2 separate regions of the Mus musculus genome follow, and region 2 is linked to region 1. The links are chromatin contacts, called in public promoter capture Hi-C maps. All regions are on one chromosome and are shown on one strand. Each heading gives the region's core, a stretch centred on a gene start, on an enhancer-like site or on the middle of the called end of the contact. The rest is flanking DNA. Distances are from core to core; before and after follow the strand shown.

What was found. Promoter capture Hi-C pulls out the DNA fragments that hold promoters and counts their contacts.
Region 2: a contact with region 1 is called in a promoter capture Hi-C map of embryonic stem cells, with 7 times the contacts expected there. The contact joins the promoter of Dmwd here to the promoter of Dhx34 in region 1. A contact is called at or near these places in 2 of 39 promoter capture datasets (embryonic stem cells and liver), 1 of 484 Hi-C or Micro-C datasets (B cells) and 1 of 9 other capture datasets (macrophages).

Annotation. Positions count from the first base shown.
Region 1 is chr7:16,220,139-16,223,633 of GRCm38.p6, reverse strand. Dhx34 (DEAH (Asp-Glu-Ala-His) box polypeptide 34) reads left to right here and starts at 1,602. Exons shown (of 17, transcript NM_027883.3): 1 at 1,602-1,636.
Region 2 is chr7:19,074,366-19,077,871 of GRCm38.p6, reverse strand. It overlaps Dmwd (dystrophia myotonica-containing WD repeat motif), which reads right to left and starts at 1,672. Exons shown (of 5, transcript NM_010058.2): 1 at 1,171-1,672. The coding sequence starts at 1,602. It overlaps Rsph6a (radial spoke head 6 homolog A (Chlamydomonas)), which reads right to left. Exons shown (of 6, transcript NM_031255.2): 6 at 3,425-3,506.

The sequences.
Region 1 (3,495 bases), core at 353-2,852:
TTAAATGTTTGTTTGTTTATTATATGTAAGTACACTGTAGCTGTCCTCAGACACTCCAGAAGAGGGCATCAGATCTCATTACGGATGGTTGTGAGCCACCATGTGGTTGCTGGGATTTGAACTCCTGACCTTCGGACGAACAGTCGGGTGCTCTTACCCACTGAGCCATCTCACCAGCCCCCAAATGTCTTCTTTACCCTTAGTATTGTACTACCTGGGGAGGGGTACATTCTTAAGGTCTGGGGTTCTTTCTCTGCACAGAGGAGACTTTGGTGAACAAAACAGAAGAGTTCTCCACTTTTACGGAGCACACATCTTACTGGAGGACACAGAGATAGTCACAAAAGTAAGATTAAATAGGACGGGGTGAAGAACATTCCAGCGCTCAGGAGGCGGTGGTGGAAGGATGAGTAGTTGGAGCCTGGGCAAAGGAGAAAGTTCTTGTCTGAAATACATGAATAAGCAAAGAAATAAAATATTGAGCAATAATGCCCGCTCTGTGGAGGGAGCTGCTTTTAGAAGCAAGGTCAGAGATGACAGCTTCAGTGCACTAATATCTGAATGGGGGGAAAAAGTGAGCTGCACAGAGAAACCAGAAGAGGAAACAGAGAACTCAAAACCTGGCTACAACCCAGCCTGGCCTATATATTTTTATATATGCTTTTCAGCGACTTTTTTTTTTTTTTGCAACAAGTTTTCTTAGGTTATCGATGGGGAAACTGAGGCTCAGTTCCCCAGTGATTGGCACATCGAGGAGTACTGTGTAGTTTTCTCTGGAGTCTTTTCTCACCCATTTAGTCATTAATTTAACATGTGTGGCTCTAGAGAGGGCTTTAAGGGGACACAAGACTGATCAGCACAGAGCTGGTCCCTGGCTTAAGGCTGCTGGGGTTACATCTGATTATTTATTAGTGAGTTATAGTGATAGAGTGACCACATGACTGTCTTATTAATTTAATTAGGTTTTTGAGATGGTCTAGATATGTAGTCCTGGATGACCTGAACTCACTATGTAGTCCAGGCTGGCCTTGAACTTACCGAGATCCACCTCCCTTTGCCTCCCAAGTGCTGGAATTTAAGGCGTGCACTAGTTCGCCCAGTCACGGGACTGTTTTAATAGTGTTTGAGCTCCCTTGCTGACCCTAAACTTTTTGTTTGTTTGTTTGTTTGTTTTTTTGAGAGAGGGTTTCTCTGTGTAGCTCTGGCTGTCCTGGAACTCACTCTGTAGACCAGGCTGGCCTCGAACTCAGAAATCCGCCTGCCTCTGCCTCCCAAGTGCTGGGATTAGAGGCGTGCGTTGTTTTGTTTTTTGGACCCGAAACTTTTGACTTTCTAGTAATTCTGGGTTTACAGGGCTGTGGAGAGGACACGGCTAGGGACTGGCACTTACCTATAACCCCTCCTCTGGCCTCTAGAGGGCGTCAAATCACCCAAAACACTGCCTGAAGCCAGGTGCCCAAGAGCGCTTTGTGCGATGGGCATTGGCCCGCCCGCTACTCCCTATTGGGCTTCATTGTACGGAGAGGCCAGGTCGCGCTTTCGCGATCTGCGCATGCGCAGTCTGGAGAGTGGCGGGAGCGTGCGCAGGCGCAGACCATTTAGGACCGGAAGTTGAGGCGTCCGTGCTATTTCGGAGGTAAGGGGCGGGGCGTGTGTGCGGGGTGTCTGCGTGGCTTTGGTCCCTGGTGCAGGATTTGTGTGGGGCTATAGTTCCGAGCGAGCAGGGGAGTCAAGAGAACCCCAATTTTAATGAAGGAATGTGCCAGGACCCAGAGAGCTCTGGCGGTGCGCGATTCTTAGAAGCTGGAGGACCAAGAGGCCCGGAACTGAAACCACAGAGGGAACAAGTTTCTGAGAAAGGGAGAGAAAAGGGGACCAGGGTGATGGGGTGCCTGCAAGAGAGGCTCACAAGGGCGCCAGGAAGAGATTGGCAAGAAAGCCTGGATGGTGGTGAGACCCACAGTTATGAAAAGATGGAGTTTGAAACAGAACCTTGAAAGTTGGAGGTGATAGTAGAGTCGTGCTGAAAAATGGCGAAAGGAAGAAATGCACCCCAGATTTGCGTTCCTCGCACTGCTTATTTAGCTTAGCAAAATAGAGTGGAAATAGTCTTAATGTTGTGAGAAAGTGAACATATATGTATACATATGTGATTGAGACTACACAGAAATACCGGAGTGGTAGCTGTAAAGAAAGGCACCATTGGTAGATAAAAGTATTGACTGGAGAACTGTAAACAAATAGAGGGCCGGGAGCTAGGTGCTGGATCTGAGCACAGGAGGCTGAAGCAGGAGGATTGTGAGTTAAAGGCCAACCCAGTCTACATAGGATGACTCTTGTCTCCAAAAATAAATAAATTTGAGGAAAAGTTGAAACAAGATGGAGAAAGTGGAGAAATTCAAATGGAGGTCTGAGGAAGAGAGGGAGGGAGGGAGAGAGAGAGAGAGAGAGAGGAGAGAGAGGGGAGAGAGGGAGAAATAGAGAAATAGAAAGAGAGGTATTGGGAAGATGGCCCGGTAAGCCATACTTGGACATAATGGTGCTTACTTGCAGTCCCAGCACTTATGTGGTGGAGACTGGATGGTGAGTGAGTTCAAGGTCATGCTTATCTGTGTGGAGAGTTCAAGGTTAGGCTAAACTACCTGAGACCCCAAACCAAATGAAGGAGTAAAATGCCCGAGGGAACAGACCCATTGGCAGCCATGGGTGCTGATGTTGGGCCTAGTGTGAGTCAGGGTTTTTGTTGCCTAGAAGGAGCTTTCTCCTCCTTACTGTCCCAGTCTTTTTCTGAGGATCACTGGCTCCATCTTCTAGCAGCTTTCCAAGGCCTGGTCCTCATTCCCTTCTAGAATAGAGTTCTCTCAGTCCTGTCATCACCGAGCTTCAGTCTTTACTCAGAAGTGTTGTACTCTGCAGTGTCTGCTATGTTTGTGGGACTCACAAGGTCTTCCTCCCTGGACACTCAAAGGTAGCTCTAACAACTCCCAAGAGGGGACCAAGTCCCTCCCACCCCTGTGACTGCATAAAGCCAACCTCTGGGCTCTTTCATGATGACCCTTGAGAGAATGAAGGCTGAGTTGGGTTTGCTAATGCCATCGAGAGAGAATTCCTGGCCTTTTGTGTTATTTTCCCCCCTGGTTGGATGCTCTGTGCCTTTGCTGTTTTCCATGTGTTGGAATCTCTTCTTGTGGAGAGAAAGCATTAAACCTGAGTAATAGTGGCCGTTTGGCCTCTTTGACAGTGTTTTTGATATTTGATGATACTGCTCCCATTTTATAGATGAAGAAAACCACTTCAGATAAACTTGTTTGCTTGTGGTAACTGATCAGATTCAAACCTGATGACCTGCTTGTCTCCAGGTCCTTTACCAAGGGAGTGTGTGGGCCTCTTAAAATCATAATCAGCCCCCACATATTAAATTTTATTTATTTGTGTGTGTGTGTAAGGCAGGAAAACTTGAGAGAGTCAGCTCTTTCTTCCCATATGGGTTCCAAG
Region 2 (3,506 bases), core at 423-2,922, 2.9 Mb before region 1:
AAGCTCACATGCACACGATCACACAGCGCCCAGTGAAGACCTCAGAGCCTGTCTTTCCAGCTGTAATTCGGGGACACTTGCCCACAGCATCAGGGATCAGAGTCCCCTGGGCCTGGAGCTGACTCTCCCCCAGTTTTCCCAGCCTCCGTCACAGTAGCAACTCCAGTAGGACAATAGTCTAAGACCTCCCAGACCCAAGGATGCAAAAATCCCCAAATTTAGGATTTCCGTCATCTTTTCCCTGTATGTACACATAGTATACGCCTGCGTGGTTGTTGTGTGTTGTGTAGAGATGTAGAGGTCAGAGGTCAACATCGGGCATCTCTCTCCCTGGCTTTGCATCTTACATTTGACACAGGGTCTCTCAGTGAACCCGGAGCTCACCAGTTCAACTAGACTGGCTGCCATGAGGCCAGAGGATCCTCCTACCTCGGCAGCCTTGACATGGGATCCTGGGATCCATCGCCAAAGCCTCATTTCCTTCAGCCTGGAGCCCCTAAACTCCAGGACATCTGCTGTGGTTCAGCCAGCCATCAGTCACTACAGTCCCTCATTATCACCACTGGATTCTCCGGATCCCCATCTCTCTGTCTCCCCCACTTCCTCACGTCACCCCTCTTCTAGGATTGCTTTACAGATATCTGTCACACCTGGGGATGTCCCCTGCCAGGAACCCCCATCAATTCAGAGCTCCCATCATTTTGCCAAACCCCCTTCATTTCTTCCAAAGCCATTAGACACCATATTCTTTAGGAGCTCCTTCACCTGTTGCTTTGCTCGTCGACCCCTAAGCCACACCTCGGCTCCTTACAAATCCCGTCAGCCCTGGGTATGGCAAGTCTTAAGACTCCCTCCAACAGGCCCAGAAGGCAGGATGCATTTCTCCGTTCTCCATCCCCTGGGCCTGTATCCTCTTAGGATTCCCCAAAGCCCACAGAATATCTGTCACCTCCGTGACCCCCCTCCCCCATTTCCTCCCAGAAGCGCCATCACGTCCTGAACACTCACCACCGGAGAGAACCTCCCCACGCAAAGATTCCCCTGCAACCTCTCAGGACTCCATTAGCTCCAGGATCCAGGCTCCCCTGGGATGCCCAACCTCGGGGCCTTCTGTCACTCTGGGACCCCAGCGCTCTCGGCACCGGAGTCCCCAGCAAGCAGAGCACTCACCCGCTGGCTCCCGCTGCGGCAGCAGCCGGGGTAGAAATAAAGCTCCCGGCCCAGGTTGAAGCAGACGCGGTCTCCTCCCGCGCCCAGTCCGGAGGGCGTGGAGGGCGGCTCCCCAGCGCCATCCGGGTCGCCTAGGCGCACCAGGCTGAGGCGGACGGCGGGCAGCGCGGGCCCGGGCCCGGGGCCGGCGGGCGGCGGGGACGACGCGGGACCCGCGGCGCCGGGCCCGGAGGCTGCGGCGGGCCCGGGCGGGGGCTGAGTGGGCTGAGGCGGCGCCGGGGTCTGAGCGGAGGTCGGGCCCGACCTGCGCGTCGCGTCGCCGGGGAGCAGCTTGTAGAAGCCCTCGCGGGTGCGAAACTGCGACTTGATCTCCGCGCAGTCGCCCATGGCGGCGCTGGGGCCCGGGCCGCCCTCCGCGCCGCCCGCCGCCATCTTGGCCGCCCCCCGGGCCGCACCGCAGCCCGACCGCCCACCGCCAGACCCCCCAGCCGGAAGTTGAGGGGCTAGCACCGGAAGGGGTAGGGTCGTCGTCCGGGTGACGCCTCTACGATTGGCACCCAGAGCCGGAGGCGGGAGAAGCCGAGACAGTTGCTGAGGTAACGGTTCTGGGGCTGTGGGCGGAGGCAATATGTGGGTGTGGTCAACGCGACAGACCCTCGCGTTTGGTTGGCTACGAGGTGTGACTGTTGGGAACGCCCCTAGACCCTAACAACAGCGCCCTGGGAACCGTTTGCCCAGCAACGGAGAAGCCTCAAAGCCTATTCAGAAGCCTCGTGTTGTTACAGCTGACTCCGGGCGATTCTTGGTTTTGTTTTTTAAATAATAAAAAAAAAATGCATTTATTTTTGCGTGTATTTGTGCGTGAACGAGCATGTAGAGGTCAGAGGGAGCCAAGTGCCTTCCTCCATGTGGATCCTAAAGATGGAGCTTAGGTCTTCAAGCTACCTACCTGGCAGCAAGTGCCATTACCCGCCGATCCATCTCACTGACCTTTGGTCTCATACTTGTAGCCCAGGCAGTTTTCAAACTTGACCCAACATCTGGAGTCTCAGGCCTGAGACACCACGCCCAGCTCTTCCCTTCCTCGCTGACCACCTGTGGTCCCCTGCTGCTGTCAGAGTGAAGTGTAGCCATCTGTCGCCTATCTGACCTTGTCTACCTTTTTTGGTTTCGGTTTGGTGATGATGGTTGTTACCTTGTCAATTTGAGGCTACCTAGAATCGCAATGAGGGACAGTCTACTTGGGGTTGGCCTGTAGACCAGTCTGAGGGAGATTGCCTTAATTGATACAGGAAGACTCAGTCCATTGTGGGAGGTGCCATTCCCTAGTCAGGGAGTCCGGAACTGTGTAAGAGTGGAGACCCAGGCTGAGCACAAGAAAACAAGCACACATGCCCTTCTTCCTGCTCTATTCTGGAGACAGCCCTGCCTTGACTTCCCTGCTATGATGTACTGAGACCTGGAATTGCAAGCTGAAATAGCCCTTTCTCCCCTAAGCGGCCTTTTGTCAAGGTATTTTATGTTTTATCACATTGACAGAAGAAGATTGTGTTCTGTTTTGCTCCCCCCGCCCCCCTTGTGAGACAAGGTCTCTAGTTCAGGCTGACCTCCATCTTACCTTGTAGCTGAAAACAAACAAACAAAACAACAACAAAAATACCACAAACTCCAGATCTTCCTGACTCTATGTCTTCCAGGTTGGTACTACACCATGTGCATTGACGGGCTTGAACCCAGGATTTTGTGCATTGCTAGGCCAGCACGTGGCCAACTGGCCGTAAACTGCCATGTCCCATGGAGGTGCTTGGGAATCAGTCCCTGGTCTTTTGGAAGAGCAAACAGTGCTCTGAACACCGAGCCATCACACCAGCCCCCCGCCCCCGCAAATAAAATGTAAAAATAAAAAACAAATGGGTGGAATGACTTAACTTCAGTTCCCAACACCCACATCTGGATGGGTGGCTCACAACTACCTCTAACTCCAGTGACATGGGATCTAGCCCCCTCTTCTGGTCTCTGAGGGCATCTGCACACACACGTGCAAACGCTCAAATACACAACATTTTAAATCTTTTTAAAACAAATCGGCATTAAATCCCAGGGCTTGGGGTGGGGGGCAGAGGCATGTGGATCTCTATATTGGAGGCCAGCCTGGTCTACAGAGTGAGATCCAGGACATCCAGGGCTATACAGAGAAACCCTGTCTTGAAAGACCAAAAATAAAACGAATATGGAGAAGGAATGATGAGCCAGCTGCCCAGGATACTGAATGAATATGTGACTAAGCAGCTGTGCTGGGGCAGTTTTATTTGGAGCACTGGGTGGTTTCCTACCTG